Linked DNA regions of Mus musculus: all the other regions are linked to region 4. A link is a contact called in public HiChIP or PLAC-seq and promoter capture Hi-C data. All regions are on one chromosome and are shown on one strand. The core of a region is the stretch at or near the end of the contact, and the rest is flanking DNA. Distances in the headings are between cores, read along the strand shown. Region 1 holds the start of Hoxc11 (homeobox C11). Region 2 holds the start of Hoxc9 (homeobox C9). Region 3 holds the start of Hoxc12 (homeobox C12). Region 4 holds the start of Itga5 (integrin alpha 5 (fibronectin receptor alpha)).

Evidence for each region. Promoter capture Hi-C pulls out the DNA fragments that hold promoters and counts their contacts. HiChIP or PLAC-seq counts read pairs in DNA pulled down with a chosen protein or histone mark.
Region 1: a promoter capture Hi-C map of frontonasal cranial neural crest shows a contact between it and region 4. The contact joins the promoter of Hoxc11 here to the promoter of Itga5 in region 4. A contact is called at or near these places in 3 of 39 promoter capture datasets (cranial neural crest, frontonasal cranial neural crest and stem cell-derived epiblast-like cells), 1 of 15 datasets of contacts at CTCF or cohesin (embryonic stem cells), 1 of 115 datasets of contacts at active chromatin or transcription factors (neural tube) and 1 of 9 other capture datasets (liver).
Region 2: a contact with region 4 is called in a promoter capture Hi-C map of embryonic stem cells, with 5 read pairs. The contact joins the promoter of Hoxc9 here to the promoter of Itga5 in region 4. A contact is called at or near these places in 2 of 39 promoter capture datasets (embryonic stem cells and hippocampal neurons), 1 of 15 datasets of contacts at CTCF or cohesin (embryonic stem cells), 3 of 115 datasets of contacts at active chromatin or transcription factors (embryonic stem cells, extraembryonic endoderm stem cells and neural tube) and 2 of 9 other capture datasets (embryonic stem cells and liver).
Region 3: a contact with region 4 is called in an H3K4me3 HiChIP or PLAC-seq map of embryonic stem cells, with 8 times the contacts expected there. The contact joins the promoter of Hoxc12 here to the promoter of Itga5 in region 4. A contact is called at or near these places in 3 of 39 promoter capture datasets (cranial neural crest, maxillary cranial neural crest and stem cell-derived epiblast-like cells), 1 of 484 Hi-C or Micro-C datasets (embryonic stem cells), 2 of 115 datasets of contacts at active chromatin or transcription factors (both in embryonic stem cells) and 1 of 9 other capture datasets (adipose tissue).

Annotation. Positions count from the first base shown.
Region 1 is chr15:102,952,789-102,956,617 of GRCm38.p6, reverse strand. It overlaps Hoxc11 (homeobox C11), which reads right to left and starts at 2,092. Exons shown (of 2, transcript NM_001024842.1): 1 at 1,411-2,092; 2 at 1-149. The coding sequence starts at 2,092.
Region 2 is chr15:102,974,446-102,978,558 of GRCm38.p6, reverse strand. Hoxc9 (homeobox C9) reads right to left here and starts at 1,527. Exons shown (of 3, transcript NM_008272.3): 1 at 1,458-1,527.
Region 3 is chr15:102,934,987-102,938,531 of GRCm38.p6, reverse strand. It overlaps Hoxc12 (homeobox C12), which reads right to left and starts at 1,706. Exons shown (of 2, transcript NM_010463.2): 1 at 1,076-1,706; 2 at 1-253. The coding sequence starts at 1,679. The coding sequence ends at 15.
Region 4 is chr15:103,364,379-103,368,071 of GRCm38.p6, reverse strand. It overlaps Itga5 (integrin alpha 5 (fibronectin receptor alpha)), which reads left to right and starts at 1,281. Exons shown (of 30, transcript NM_010577.4): 1 at 1,281-1,772. The coding sequence starts at 1,546.

The DNA.
Region 1 (3,829 bases), core at 843-3,342, 410 kb after region 4:
TTTCACTTGTCGGTCTGTCAGGTTCAGCATCCGGGACAGCTGCAGCCGCTTCTCTTTGTTGATGTACACGTTGAAGAAAAACTCTCGCTCCAGTTCCCGGATCTGGAATTTCGAATAAGGGCAGCGCTTCTTGCGGGTGCGGGGGGCGTCTGGAGGGAGGGGAAGGGCAAGTGCGAGGAGAGGGGAAAGAGACACGTGAGACCCCGGGAGACCCCAGCCAACCCAGTCGCTGAAAGCTCAGCTACACAGCTCCCAGTCCCGCTGCCGGGCAGCCCTCCCTCTAGGCCGGCGGCTCCTCTTCCGTATCCGCTGCGCTGGGGCAAGCCTTGATCCCACCGCCAGGTTCACTGAGAACCTAGTTCCCCCTGCCCCTCAGGCCAGAGCCCTAGCTGACAAGGTCTGAGGGTGGAGGAAAGCCTGCCTGAGCCACGTGCTTTCCCTGGGGTGCTCTGTCTGCTCCTGGTCGCTGCCCTTGCCCTTTCCAAGCCGCCCTCCTAATGCTTCTGCAAATCCAGGATCCCTTCCTCCAGAAATCGGAGGGAACCGCGGAGAATCGGCGCGAAGGAGTGAGATCAGGAGAGAGCAGTGAGGAATCGGGAGCAAACTAGCCCGTAGAGGTAGCAGGACACCTACGAGCCTCCTGTGGTGCCCTGGCGCCCTGGGACACCCAGCCGCTTGCCTGCCCCAGGCTTGCGTACAGTCAGGCTGGGCCTACCCAGAGAGAGGCCTCGGACCCTGGAGAGCCACCGCTACCTTCCCCTGCAGAGCAAGGGAATCTCTGATTCTTTCCCCACTCTCCTGCCACCGCCAAACCCCGGCTTGCCCCGGTTTCTTCTCAAAGACCCGCGAACACGTAATTTGAACATTTTTAAAAGTCGTTTTAAAAAGAAGAGGAGCGGCCTTGGAGAGCTTCCCTGGACTCCAGTTCTGCCGCGTCGCTTCTGTTCCTTACCTCTCCCCTTCTCTGGATTTCTCCCAGTCTGTCCCTCGCCCTCCCCTTTCCCCCTCCACCCCTCCCCTCCCTCCCAACCCCCCAGCAGTCCGACTCCCCATCCTTTCTTAAACGCTCCTCTAAGTTCACGATCAAAGTTAATATCGCCCGCAATGGTGGCACTTTTAAAAATTTCACAGACCGAGGGAGATAACGGAGGAGGGGGGCTCACCCGGCTTTTCCAAAGAGCCCCTTTCCCTCCCTCCCCACCCCTTCTCCATCGTAAAAAGTCGAGTCGTTGGGAGAGAGGGCTTTGTAGGTTATAATAAAATCCTTTGAATGCTTATAAAACTCCACATAAAATCAGACTGACCCAAAACACGAGGCTGTCCGCGCTCCCCTGCCCCCCCCCACTACTCCAGCCCTCCCTCTCCGCTCCCTCCCTCGCTGCCCTCGGGTTCCCGGCCGCTGCTACCTACTGGGGGCGGCTCCCTTGGCCGGCTCCTTGGTCGCCGAGTGGGAAGAACCGGACGAGCTGGGATTCGTGTTCTCCTCCTCGGCCTCGGCCTCAGCACCGGCCTCTGCCCGGGACGCAAGTCCCGAGGCGGGGGGCGCCTCAGGCTCCCCCTTGGCCTCGCCCTTGCCGGAGCAGGGGGGCTCGGCGGGCGCATCTCCCCCACCGCAGTAGGCGTTGTCGAAGAAGCGGTCGAAAGCTTGGGGCAAGACGCTGTTCTTGTTGACTGAGGAGTAGAAGCCGGCGGGGGCCGCGTGCGGGGCGCTGGGGTGGTGGTGGCCGCCGTAGGAGCCTTCATTTTTCATGAGGATCTCAGTGACTGTGGAAGGAGGCAGGCACTCCCGGTGCATAAGCTCGTCGGCCGCCGCATAACAAGACGAGTAGCTGTTCCGATGGTGCCACTTCCCGGACGGTTCCAGGCCGTAGGAGACCTCCCGGACCGGGGGCACTTGGGCTGAGTAGGGATAAGAAATCTGACGAGAGGGAGCCTGGGGTAGGAAGGAAGAGACGGTGGAGAACTCAGGCACGTAGTAAGTGCAACTGGGCAGATAGAGGTTGGAGGTGCAGCTCCCTCGTTCGCCGAAGTCAGCGCCCCTCTCCTTGCGCGAAGGCGAGCAGAAGTTGCCCAGGTTGACCGAGTTAAACATCGTTCTCTTCTCCTGCCTCCTCCGGCTGGAGGTTTTGGACCCGATCTAGCGAGGGGGGAAATTTTGGGAAGGCGAGATGACGCGTTATCCGTCTTAGTCTCTCTCCCCGAGCACGTGATCCAAAGTAGATATTGTCATATATCAGTTCGGAGCACTTCGCAGACGTAGGAGGGGTTCTCTCTTAGGTAAGATCGGGGACGTTCAGGCGATTGGTTTGCAAACACCGCAGAAACATTATGAAAATCAATTGCAGATTTGTATTCGTTTTTCTCTCGTCACTCCCCTCCTCTCCATTCCACAGAGCGAGAAAAGGAGGAGAGAGAGAGAGGGTTGGGGTGGGGTGGGCGGTGGGATGGGCGGGGGCGGTGGCTGGGAGGGGGTAATTGTATTTTTTTTTAACTGCTGTTCTTTTCCCCCCTAGGATTGGGGGAAGGAGAAGGGTTTTCCGTTTCGGGGTCTTGGTCCCCTCCTTATGACAAGCTGGGGGGCGGGGGGTAAAAGAAAGGGTCTTTTCCTGCCTGATTTCCCCGGAAATATTGGATGCTTCCCAACAAGTTTCAGGGACTCTTAACCCTCTACCTGAAGAATCAGAGCTTGTTCATAAGAAGTCCTTTATATTACTTTCCTGACCAGAATAAGGTGCGCTCCCTTATAGGACAGGCTCCCAGGAAGAGTATCTGAAGTTTCCCAAAGGTGAGGCAGCCCAGCTATGAGCCAGTGTCCCAACTTTGTCTAGCTTGCTGTGCTGCCGCTGGCTAGGGACTCCTATTAGTCATAAACCAGTGGTGAGCAGTGCGCCAGCCGCCCAGCCGGTGCCTGGCGAAGTCTGGGAAAAACCTTCTCTAATGTTGTGTTAAATATTTAGTATGAGAGAGTGGCCCTGGGTGAATATTTCATGCCTGCCTTTATTGTCAATCAATGTGCAGAAAGCTACATTCACTGTGGATTTTAAAATCCCAAACCCCAAAGAAAAAGATTTAGAGTGAGAGTCATCTATCTTCTCTATCTGGGGCCCTTCGGGTTGGGAGCTCAGCTTCAGCTAATAGGCTGAAAAGAAGGCTGGCAATAAGGTCCAGGCAGGATGTATGCTAAGGGAACTACATTTGGAGAGGTTTTTTTTTTTTTAATGATTTGGGGAGCTTAGGTGGGTAGAGGTGTCTATCTCTAATACCAATCAAAAAGTAGGCAGGGTAGGGCCTGAAGTCCCCAGCCTCTTTCACTCCTATTTCTTCTCTACATCTCAGTCCAACCCTGCCCTTCTCCAAGTCTATAAACCCTCCTTGCTGGACCGCTGTGTCCATAGGGGAATACTCAATGACTCCTTAAACCTCCAGTCCCTTTGGCTATTACAACATACATCTGGGCATCTGAATATAACTTTATGGAAATGTTCTGGGCTGGATCCATGGTGCCCAAACAACTGGCACAAACAGAAAGCAGCAGTAACCTTGGTCCTAAGAAGGAGCTGTCAGGACATAACATTTTAGAAAAGAGCAACTCAACCCTGTACTCTTAGACAAAACCAAAGGTAGTCTAAACCATTCCCCCACCCTCAGGGCCGCCTTCAGATTGGTTTTCCCGCTTTAAAGTGTATTTAATTTGATTTTCTTTGTTGAAGGATGAATCACTGAAAGCCCCAGTCAGACAGGAAAGACAGAAATGGCTAGCTTATTTCCAAATATATCTTCCCAAATCCATTTTTCCTCAACTTTTCTACCTGCCCACATTTACTCAGAC
Region 2 (4,113 bases), core at 278-2,777, 390 kb after region 4:
CTGGGTAGTCAGGGGTACCATACAGGGATTCCTGCTGTCCTCAAATCCCCCAGGAAGCAGGAGAGAGACTGTTGCCTTTCCTTCCTTTTGGAAGCAAGAACTCTAGACCCTCCCCACTCAGAAGTCAGCACAGCTGTGGACCAGAAAGCAGGCCTTGCCCACAGGCCCCTCCTTACCAATGTCCCATTCTATTATGCCTCCTAGAAAGAGGTAGCCTAAAGGAAGGGGTCTGATAAGAGACTGGGAGTCCAGAGGACACTAGGCCCAGGTCCTTCATATAGGTTGTGACTCTCATGTTTCACATTTAAAAGCTAGCAGGTCAGGACTGTGAAGTGGACTTTCAAGTTTTCCCTAAATCTAGGCTTGTAGATATGGAGGGCAAAGACATGGATGCGAAGAAGCAAGGTCTCATCTTGGGGATTCAGTTACTCCCACTGAATCTCCTATTTTATTCTAAGACTTTCTCTCATTTACCCAACTCCTTTCAATTGTTCTTAGCATCAATGGGGCAACCTGAGAGACTTGAGGAAACTGGGAGTCACTGCTGGAAAGGGAGGAAGAAAGCCCAGTTCTAGCTGACTATTCTGTATTCACCTTACACCCCCAACAGATTCCAGTGGGCACAGGAGAGGAGTCCCCTGAAGGGGGATGGGCAAACCTCTATCACCTCAAACCTGGGCAACTGAGAAAACAGCCAAGCTAGCACTGTGGGAAGGACAGACAAACAGATAGGTTAGAGTCATCCTCCTCCCTCCCCCTACCGCGTGTCTCCCTTTTAATGATTTAAATTCCCTCCGGTTCAATCCACACCGTCAAGTTCGGATTAAATTTAAAACAGGCTTTCTTCTGTGCCCCCAGCGGGCCATCCCGGCCGCCGCAGGCAGAGAGCCCGCTCTCTGCTCCTCAGCACCCTCCCTGAACCGAGGAGGCCCTACTCCGTTTGCTTTCATTTTCCTTCTCCCCCTGAAATGGGCTCATTTCGTCCCTCCGCTGCCCTCTCGCCTTCCCCGCCCCCCTCCCTGGTTCCCTTCTAGTTCCCCCCCCATCTCTCCTGATCCCTCTTTGTTGGGAAAAACACACCCACACACAACTCCTCCTAGCTAAGGCCTGAGCTGGAAGCAGAAACTGAGTTCTCCTGCTTGCTGCGAGGAGAACTGCGTGCTACCCCCACCCAAGGTGGGTATCTGGGATCCCTGCCACCACACCAAGAGCCAGGCCCCCAAGCTCCGCAAGCGTGAAACCCCCAGGGCCTGTGAACGTGGCCCTCTCAACGCCATGGCCTGCCCGGCCTGCCTTTGCGCCGGCGCCCCCGCCCTGCCGCTCCGCAGCAAACGGGGTTATTTCCGGCTCCCCCAACACAGTCTGTTTTTCCAGCCTGGGGAGTGACTGGAGAGGTAGCCTCCCCAGAACCAGGGTTGCCCTGTGCTCTGATTCAATGGCTCTGAGCGCGTTGTTACCTGATCTTTTGTGTGATGTATGTATCGCAAGGAAATTTGCAGTGACTTTGGAGCCCAGACTGAGGAAGCGGAGGTGGCGAAAGGAGAGACAATAAGGGCTCGAAGTACAATTAAGGAGCCACAGCCGCGGGTCCCTCCCCGCCCTCCCTAACCGACTGGAGCTGTCTAGCTTCAAACATCAGGGCGACCCGCGAACCTAGAACCGGAAAACTCAGCCTGTGACCAAGGAGCCAAAGGACTACACATCCAGAAAAGAGGAAGAATGCTCCCTCCCAACCTGGGTTGTCGTAGCCAGCCCTGCCGAGTTTCAGAGAATCCAATGAATGAAAGTACACATTCCGACGACGAATTTTTCTGAGCCTTTGGAAGGAGTGCCCGGGTTTGGGAAGTCTCAGACAGACAGGCAAGCGGCGTCTCCCAATGCAGACAGACCACAACATGAGTGTGAGACTGAAATCATACACAGGTTGAACATCCCGAGGCCTCCTTTCCAGGCCTGGTGGGCGCCGATCTCCCTACCTTCTCTCCCGCCAGAACCTTAAGCAGAGGCCCGGAAGACTTGGTACCTTGGGCTTGGTGCAATACCGCCTCAGAAAGCCTCCTTTACCTGCTTCTTGGCTCCCCACGGCCACAGAGGCAGGGCAGCAGCCTCCCGCCCAGGGAGGGAAGCCCTGGCCACCGCAGCCGCCGCCACCCGCCCTCCTTCCCTCCCTCCCTCCTTCGCCCTCCCTCCCTCCCTCGCACGCTGCCGCTCGCGGGGCCCTCCCGCGGACAACCTGCTCTGGACCATATCCAGGTATCTCCGAAAGGAAAAAAAAAAGAAAAGAAAGAAAGAAAAGAAAAAAAGAACTGCGTATACGGGGAGGTGGGAACACATAACTGCATTTATTTTCATGCTCTAATCATTGGTTCGACCCTAGTTTAGTCTTCCCGGACACAGCCCATCAGCCGCAGAGATGTGCGGGGCCTACAGCCTCGCCCAAGCTGACCGCCGCGCCCCGCGCACAACACACTCCCTCAATACCCCTGGTTGCCGCGCCCCCGGCAGCCCAAACACCCAACAGACCTCAAGGTCCTTCCTACAGACTCAACATCCGGTTGCCTGGCTCGCCGCTGACCACAGACCAGGAGTCCACTCTACTCAGTCTGTGGTCGATGTTCACACACAATCCACCTTGTCCCTGCTCTTGTGCCCTGCCCGGACACCCTTCGGAGTCCAGCCATCCGCTGAGCTACACTTGGGCTAACCTCGTCCCCAGCAAGGACCCACACAAAGCTCTGTGCGCTAGTCTTCCCATTTATACTTCCCCTATCCCCGTTTGCCGCCTTCACGTCACCTGTTCTCAAGAAGGGCTGCATCTTCCAGCAAGTGAGCCGAAGCAAGGCCGACTGCTGGGGTGAGGTCCCAGAGAGACCACAGCGGATTAGCTGGGCTGAGCCTAAGCCCCCACTGCCGGCGAGACATCTCAGAGATCAGGGCTCTCCTTGGCGAGCTCTTGCCTTTTCCTCCTTCTCCCGCAAGTCTCAAACACGCGCCGAGAGTTCAGCTCTATAAATCCTGCTCCCCTTCCCCATATCATAATTAAAAAAAACCAGTAGGGGAGGTTTTAACTTTTATTGCGATTTCTAGAGTTGGGCTGCGGAGCATATATTAAGTTTACGCTTATGTGCTCTCGGCGGGGAGGGTCCTTTAAGAAATAAAAATCCATCTTAATATCCTCAGATGAGAGAGATAATTTTTTCCCTCCTTTTCACGCTGTTCCTTCTGAACACTCCCTTCCAGCGAAGCGAATAAATAATTACCATCGCCTTAGCCATGATCCACAGTCCCAGGGCCCCCAGGGTGGACTCTGACCATCAGACTGGTCCTCACCTTGGCCCTATGAGACCTTGCTCCACTTCTCCAGATCTAGGGAGAAGACTGCCCTGACCCCTGACTCTGTGGCCACCTCCTTTAAATCCATCATCTTTGAAATGGAAATAGGGGCAAAGTGACTCAAGGCACAGAAGCCCTGTATTGATAAATTTCGGTTCATCAGGGCCATTTCTCTAAGCCAAGAGCTCTTGAACACCTTGCTCCAGCCTGAGGCTCCCCTTACCCAAACTGGCTGTGTGCCTCAGAGACTCTGAAGTTAGAGACTATATGGGCTCCCAAACCAGGGGATTCCCTTATACATATCTTCCTTCACCAACTGGCCCGTCTTTCTGGAAACCTCCTCATTTCCCTGGGAGCCATAGAGATTTAAATACTTTTCTTCACACAAAGGGATGGAGAACAGCTAGGACCGACAATTCAGCTGGGAAGGGGGGGGTCTATTCACATCTTCTTTTCCAATATCCACAGAAGTCAAAATGAATTTCACACACACACACACACACACACACACACACACACACACACACACACACACACACACACAGAGAGAGAGAGAGAGAGAGAGAGAGAGAGAGAGAGAGATTTCAAAAAACCTAGAAAGGACAGATAGAAACAGAGACCTATACACTTGTCATGAATTTAAAGTCACATTCTTTTCTTCTAAGACACCATGTTGAGAATACAAAATTTTTCATGATAATTTGTTAAGAGACATGGTTGTATTCCCTGCTTTCATAATCATAATTACAAAAGAGCCCCAAGAATCTGGCCTCCTTTAGG
Region 3 (3,545 bases), core at 457-2,956, 430 kb after region 4:
GCTTGTCCTGCTCCCTAGAAGAAGGAGAGAGCTTGCTCCCTCAGCAGAAGTCTTTTCTTTTTCATTCTCCGGTTCTGGAACCAAATCTTGACCTGCTGATCACTAAGATTCAAGCGGTCCGAGAGTTCCCTCCGACGCTGGCGTGTGATGAACTCGTTGACCAGAAACTCGCCCTCCAGCTCAGCCAGCTGCAACTTCGAATACGGCTTGCGCTTCTTTCGCGAGCGGCTGTGGATCGGGTACCAGGGCGCGCCTGGGTGGAGATGAACCGCAGGGTTGGCTAGAGGATCAGGGGGTGACTAGCTCAGTGCCCTGGGCCCTTTCCCAGACCCTTTCACCCTAGCCCCACACCCAGACCAGGTCATTCCTTTCGCTTCTCATCCTGAAAATGTTTACCCAGACCATCCTCACCAAACCATCACCAAAACATCCTGTTTTCACTCTATGCCTCAACACTACCTTCCATAGTAGTATACACATCTTTTTATGTTCCTACCTCAATTCTTCCAAACTATCTTTTATTATTATTATTATTATTATTACTACTACTACTACTCCCACCCCCACCCCCACCAGTACCACCATCATTATCATTATTATTATTAAATTTTCCTGACCCTTACAACTTCTGGAACTACAGATCCCATCAGTTAGGAAAGTTGTGGGCGGGTGGTGAAGAGTAAATCATGTTGATTGCGTTTCTTAAAATAAGAACTGTGAGAAACGGGGGCCTATGGCTAAGCAGAAGGAAAGGCAACCTGAAAAATAGGAATGGAATCTCCTTCTCCACCTCTTTACTCTTAGGCTTGGGGAAGTCCCCGTCAGAATCCCTGTACTCTGGAGCTCCCTGACCCCTACAGCCACTAGGAGCGGAAAAAGGAAATCTCTCCAGGTCTTTTATGGGGATATTTACATGTTTATAGGGTCCCCCCCCCACACACACACTTCTTTTTAAAAGAAGCCCTAGCTCACAACACATTCTGTCACCCTAGGCAGTTCCAGCTCAGGCCTCCCCTGCCTAAACTAGCAAGACGTCCTGTCAGAGTAAGCATCACAAGTGGGCTGGGGTCCTTACCGCTGGCTGAGAGCCCGCCGCCTGGGTTCAACGGCGAAACCAGAGAGCCAGGGTCACCAGCGCTGGCGCTCTTATTGCCCTCGTTGAGTAGGGACGAACTGGAGTCGGATTCCAGTGACTGGCACGAGGGTGGATCGTGGGGGGGTCCCGTGCTGCCGTCGCCACCGCCGCCGCTCGCCGTGTAGTCGTACTTGAAGCCGAGCGCAGGTGGCCCCGACGGCTCCAGCTGCAGTAGCGCTGCCCCGGGTCCCGCTCCGGGTTCGCGCCCGCGCTCCTCCCGCTTTAGGCCCCCGCCGCCGCCCTCAGCGCAGGGTTCTCGGTAGTAACCCTTGCTATCCTCCACGCGAGCCAACTCGCACGTGCGGCCGAAAGGCGGGTTGAGAGACACGGGACTGCCGAGATAGGGCTGTGGGTAGCCATTGCACGGCTCGGCCGACGGCCAAGGCAGCGAGCACACGTTGTCGCGGCGTGGGTAGGACAGCGAAGGCAGCCCCGGGAGTTGTGCCCCTGACGCGCGGAAGTTGGGGAAGTAGAAGGTGTCTCCTGTGTGGATATTCACCAGCGGCCCCACAAACCCAGGATTCAGGAGATTATGCTCGCCCATTTCCGCGGGGCCCGACCGGCTGCTTCTACTTTATTGCTATCTGACATTAAACATAGTTAAACCTGCACCAGCCACCCATTGGCCGCTCTACTCACGTGGGCGCTACCGCCAGGGGGAGGGGTGGGGACAACCGAACCCCCCACCCACATTCCCCGCACCAACTCTACTTCCCCCTTCCCCAATCCTGGGTGGAGATGGGGGAGCGAAAGGCAGGAACAGATTTATTCGTAGGATTCTGGTTTTTAAAAAGTCATATAAAACCTTAACGCAGACGGGGAAGCGATCGCTCGACGCGGGGCAAAACCAAAAAAAAAAAAAAAAAAAAAAAAAAAAAAAATAGCGCCACCAAAAATATCCGCACATACACACCTCTGCACCCTGCACCCCTCCCCAGATGTATTATCTTATCACCAACAGCTGGCCGAGCACAGCCCGTCCCTCTTTAATTAGCTCCTTTATTAACTAAAACCGTTGGAATTTACAATATCTCCCCAATAAATTACTATTAGATATTGTGTCATATAAAGTTTACTGGCTGTTTAAGGAGACGGATGAGCCCTTTGGCTCAGGGTTTATTTACAGTAGAGGCGAAGTGGGGGTGAGAACAGGTTTTCCTGCAGCTATCTCTCAGCCCTGCCAGCGCTGCGCTGCTGCGTTGTCTCCATTGCATTTTCTTCTAGGGGTATGAAAAGATACTTGAGGTTCTTTCACTCGAGAAAGGTGTAGAGGGGGATTGATCATTCTATCTCTTCTGTACCCCTAACTAACCTTAGCCTCCACTAAGGTTCCATCAGTAGAGGAAGAACCGAAGGCAGAGAGAAGAGCAAATGAAGGTGCTGAGTTTGGTGCGGACCTATTTTCCTGCTCTTGAAAATCTAGGGGTGGCTTGAACTGCTTTTCGGCTGTGACTTCTAGGTACTGGGAGCTTCTAAGAATCTCCTCATCTTTATGACAGGAGGCTGTCAGCCCCAGCAGAAACTGGCTGGCCCAAATGATTACATATTCTACAGCAAAGGAGATTACCCTACAACCTGCAGGCTGACTGTGGGGCCAGTATGGAGCAGCGGCCAGGGGTGAGTTGCCTTCTGAGGTGGGACAAGAGTGAGGGGAAAATCCGGAGAAGTATCCTGTTGAGAACTCAAATTTTTATTTATGATGCTTCTTCTAGAGAAGGATGGGAACCTAGCACTGGCTGTTGATTATAATGAACATCTGCAAGTCAACATTGGGATTCCCAACTGGGGCACCGGTAGACCAGCTCACCAAGAGAAGAACCAGCTCAAATACATTTTTATTAGGGTTATAGCAAAGAGACACTCACCATCTCTGATTATTTTGAGCTTTAGCTGTCCAAGGTTGAATAAACAGTTTGACAACGTATACATATTAAAACGATTGTGACGATTTTTATCAGAGAATTGCACACACTTGCACACACACGCGCGCGCGCGCACACACACACACACACACACAGAGAGAGAGAGAGAGAGAGAGAGAGAGAGAATATGAACGAACGTAGGTGATAGTTAAATATCTGGAAAATAGCCTACGCTACAAAACGCAGACAGAATCACAGGAGATTCTAGTTTCCCTTTTCTTTCTCCCGCCCCTCTCTCCTCTACAGGACGCGGCGGAAAGAAAAGCAGATTCTTTGAATTCCACCGCTCCCGGAGCGAATTCATATCCCAAACCATAGCTGCTCATTCCGACAGAAATGTGTCCCCGCGGGCGCCGCCCTGCCCCGCGCAGCTAGCAGCCCGCAGCTTGGCGCCCGCCCCTTGCCCCGCTTGGCCGGTTCTCCTTCCTCAGCTCGAGCCTTCCTGGCAGCCCGCTTGGTCCCACCCGCCTCCAGGAGCCCGCCCAGCT
Region 4 (3,693 bases), core at 32-2,531:
CTTCACCTGGGTTCCCCCCCTGGCCAATCACACCAGAGGTTGACTTTGGGTACTGCTTGCCTCAGATCCTGACCCACAGATTCCTTATGTTTCCCACCTGACGAAGGGTCAGGACCTGCAGATGTGAAAGTGGAATGGAGCCAGGGTTAGGCTGTAGTCTGTTCAGCTGGCCTCTCTCTGGGGCTGCAATTGGCCCTGGAGATCTGCTTTTGAAGATCTAGCTGGGTGACTGAGGACAGAAAGCAGAGTAAGAGTAACAGATGAGAGGAAGCATGCAGCAGGAAAAAAAAAAAAATGACTCTGGGATTTTTATTCAGCATCCCCTCAGGCCACAACGGGTCAAAAGAGAAGGGCAAGAAGAGGGCAGGATTTTACTCTGTGGGCCTTATTCTGAAAGGGGAGAAGTCCTGGAGGAAAAAGGCTGAGAAGGGAGTAGAAAGCAAAGGGGATTAGGGGAGACTGTAGGCCTCTCTCCCCTCCCCCCAGACTAAGATAAAGACCAGAATCCTGAAAGGTGATCTCATCACACACAGCCTGAGCTAGGGGCTAACAAGGTACCTTCACTTACTACCACCCCTTCCTCTACTTACACAAATAATGCAAGTGTCTTGGGTTTCAGATGGCCAACAGAAGCTGAAAGTTGGTTCCCTTTGAAGACTCCCCACCACCACCATCACAACTGCTACCCATCACTTATCTTTCTGGGGCTTATCCAGGAAATCAGGCAATCTGATGAAGGAACTGAATTGAGAGGTTGGCCACTTGGTCAGGTATCAAATCCAAGAAAGGGCCAGAACAGAGACTTCCAAACCCAACGTTAGCAAATAAAGCCCAATGCTCCTGTGTCAGAGACCCCAAAAGTCCTATGCTTTCCACTCTATCAGCTTGGGGAGGGGCAGCCGCGGAATTCCCGAGGCCAACGAAGCTACCCCAGGAGGCTGTCTGGGGAGCGTTCAGTGACTGGGCTGCAGAGTCCCAATCTAGCTGGCCAGAACCCAGGCACCCAGTGGCCCCGGAAGGCAAGGGGAATCCCTGTTGGCCGGACGCCAGAGGAGTCCCCTGTCTCTCGACCCCAAAGTTTTTTTCCTGAAGAAATGAGGGAGACACACACACACAATATTCAGGCTCCCTCCGCCCCCCAGAGGTGATTCCTTTCCTCATTAGGAAATTTTCTGCTCCCTTTTCCGACTACTTTTCCGAGCGTTTACGTTGTACATCTGGAAAGGAGGGGGAGGGAGGAGGGGGAAGCGGAGAGGAGGGCGAAGAACCCAAGCCCGCCCAGTCTGAGCCAGGCCAGACCACCGGCCTCCAGCTGGGGCCGGAGCCAGGGTTCAGAGGTGCGGCCCCCCACGCCCCTTCGGGTGCGGGGCGCGGCCTCGGCGTCCCCGGGACCCAGGAATGCCCCCCCGCCAGCCGGCCCGGCGGCCGGGGGGAGGGCCCAGCCGGGAGTTTGGCAAACTCCTCCCCGCGTTGAGTCATTCGCCTCTGGGAGGTTTAGGAAGCGGCTCCGGGTCGGTGGCCCCAGGACAGGGAAGAGCGGGCACTATGGGGAGCTGGACGCCACGGTCGCCTCGATCTCCTCTCCACGCGGTGCTGCTGCGCTGGGGGCCCCGACGCCTACCGCCGCTGCTGCCTCTGCTGCTGCTACTGTGGCCGCCACCACTCCAGGTTGGGGGCTTCAACCTAGACGCGGAGGCCCCGGCGGTGCTCTCCGGGCCCCCCGGCTCCCTTTTTGGCTTCTCCGTGGAGTTTTACCGGCCGGGAAGGGACGGGTGAGTGGCGAGGTTGGCGGCGGGAAGCGGGCAGGGGGCCACCTGGAAACTGGGGGCGCGCCGAGGACTGGAAGCGACCAGGACTTGAGTTGGAGGGCGGAGTTTGGAAAGACCAAGACTTGAGTTGGGGGCCCAAGCTAGAATTGGGGGCCCGCGCTGCAGCAGGGAGGGACCGTGGCCGACGTGGAGTGTGAGATCGGTGTCGAAACTTGTGTGGCATGAGGAGAGGACCCGAATCTAGAAGCTGGAGAAGTACAGGCAGGGTCTAAGGGCCAACCGGGAGGAGAGGGCGCAGAAAGCTTAGGGTCTCTGGCGATCTGTGGGCTGCGGGAGACCTGTGGCGGGTGGGAGTCGAGGGGGGTGCGGAGGCCGGGCAGGGCCTTAGGAGGCAGTGGAAGAACCTCGAGATCCTCGGTGGGGCTATTGAGAGGGTTGGAGCTGGGTAAGCGTGTGCCGTAAGAGGAAAGACAGACTGAGAGGGTCGGAAGGTTATGTGGGGGCCAGTCTCATCCTCCCCTCCCCCATCAACTCAGACTCGGGAAAGACCCGGGAGGAAGACGAAGGCTCCCTCCCCTTTCTCCTCATTCTCCTGAATTGCCTCCCACCCCCAGTCTCTTCAGGCGAAGAGATCCAAGAACTTGGGGAGAATCCCAGAACCCTGGCACTGGGGGTACTAGGGCTAGTGGCCGGATCAATCCAGGGCGGTGCACGGATGTGTCGGGAGGGGTGTGAGTGCGCGCGCCTGAAGGGGGGTGGGCGGTTTCCCTCTTGCTCTAGCTCTTGGGAGGAAGAGAAAAGCTGATTTCCTGTAGCTTGTCGGCTGTAGTAGAACTCAGACTTCTGGGACTAGGGTCGGAAGCTGAGAAAGATATAGGCTCTCTGGGCCCAAGAGCATCAGAACGAAGGTTCCTGAAAATCTCTATGGAGAATCCTTATTTCCGGGTAGTAAGCAGACCTAGACTGGTGCCCAGAGGCTTGGGAAAATTAGAGGCCACATTGAAACAAACGTGTTTGTTTAAATAAGGAGAGGAGGTCTGGAAGTAAGAGAAAAGTGACGGTCCCAACTGCTGGGCTAAGGGACCCCAGATGCCATATTCCTGAACCCCTTTGATGACAGCAGTAGGTGTTTCTCCACCTACTAGCTCTGAGCCTCTCTCTGCCCATGGCAGCACCTACACCGACCCTGGGATCTTAGGGCTTGATTGGACCTTTGTCAGAAGTCATCTGATTTTAGCTGTTATTTAATTAGGGGGCTGGGGGTGGGATTAACTCTAGCTAATTTGGTTGGGGAAGGGACAGTTTTTTTAACTTTATCTGAGGGACTTAGGGATGGAAAAACAGAAAGATAACTAGGCCACAGCCGTTGAATTTGAGCTTTTCAAGGTCCCCACCCAACCCCCACCCCGCACCCTGGCCTCTTGCCCAAACCTCATTTCATCACCCTGTCCCGGAGCCTCTGCCAGGGTCCCCCAAATTTCTTACCACAACCCTAATGGAGCAGAGAGGATGGAGGGGGTATAGGGTCTTTTCCCCCATCAGGGTGTCACTCTTCCCCACACAAAACTGTCAGTTCTCTTTTAAAATATCTGTTGGACTTTGCACTCCCAGTAGCCCCTGGCCTGATCCTCCAGTCCCTGAGGTTTCTTCTAAAACAAGCCCCAGCCTCCATTCCTCAAGAGAACCCAGGTGTCCAGCTCACATTCTACTCCGCCCTCACCTTTGCTCTGGGCATAAGCTCTGGGGCATTCTCCTTCCTTGTGACTTCCCTCCCAGCACCTGTGTGTTTTAGACTCCCCTCCACCCCTCTCAGCCCCTTTGTGGCTGTGGTCTTGGTGTTCCTTGTTCCTCCTGCATTACTTCTCATATTGAATAATGAAGAGAACGGGGTGAGCTCTGCTGAGGTTACACAGACATAAAGGGG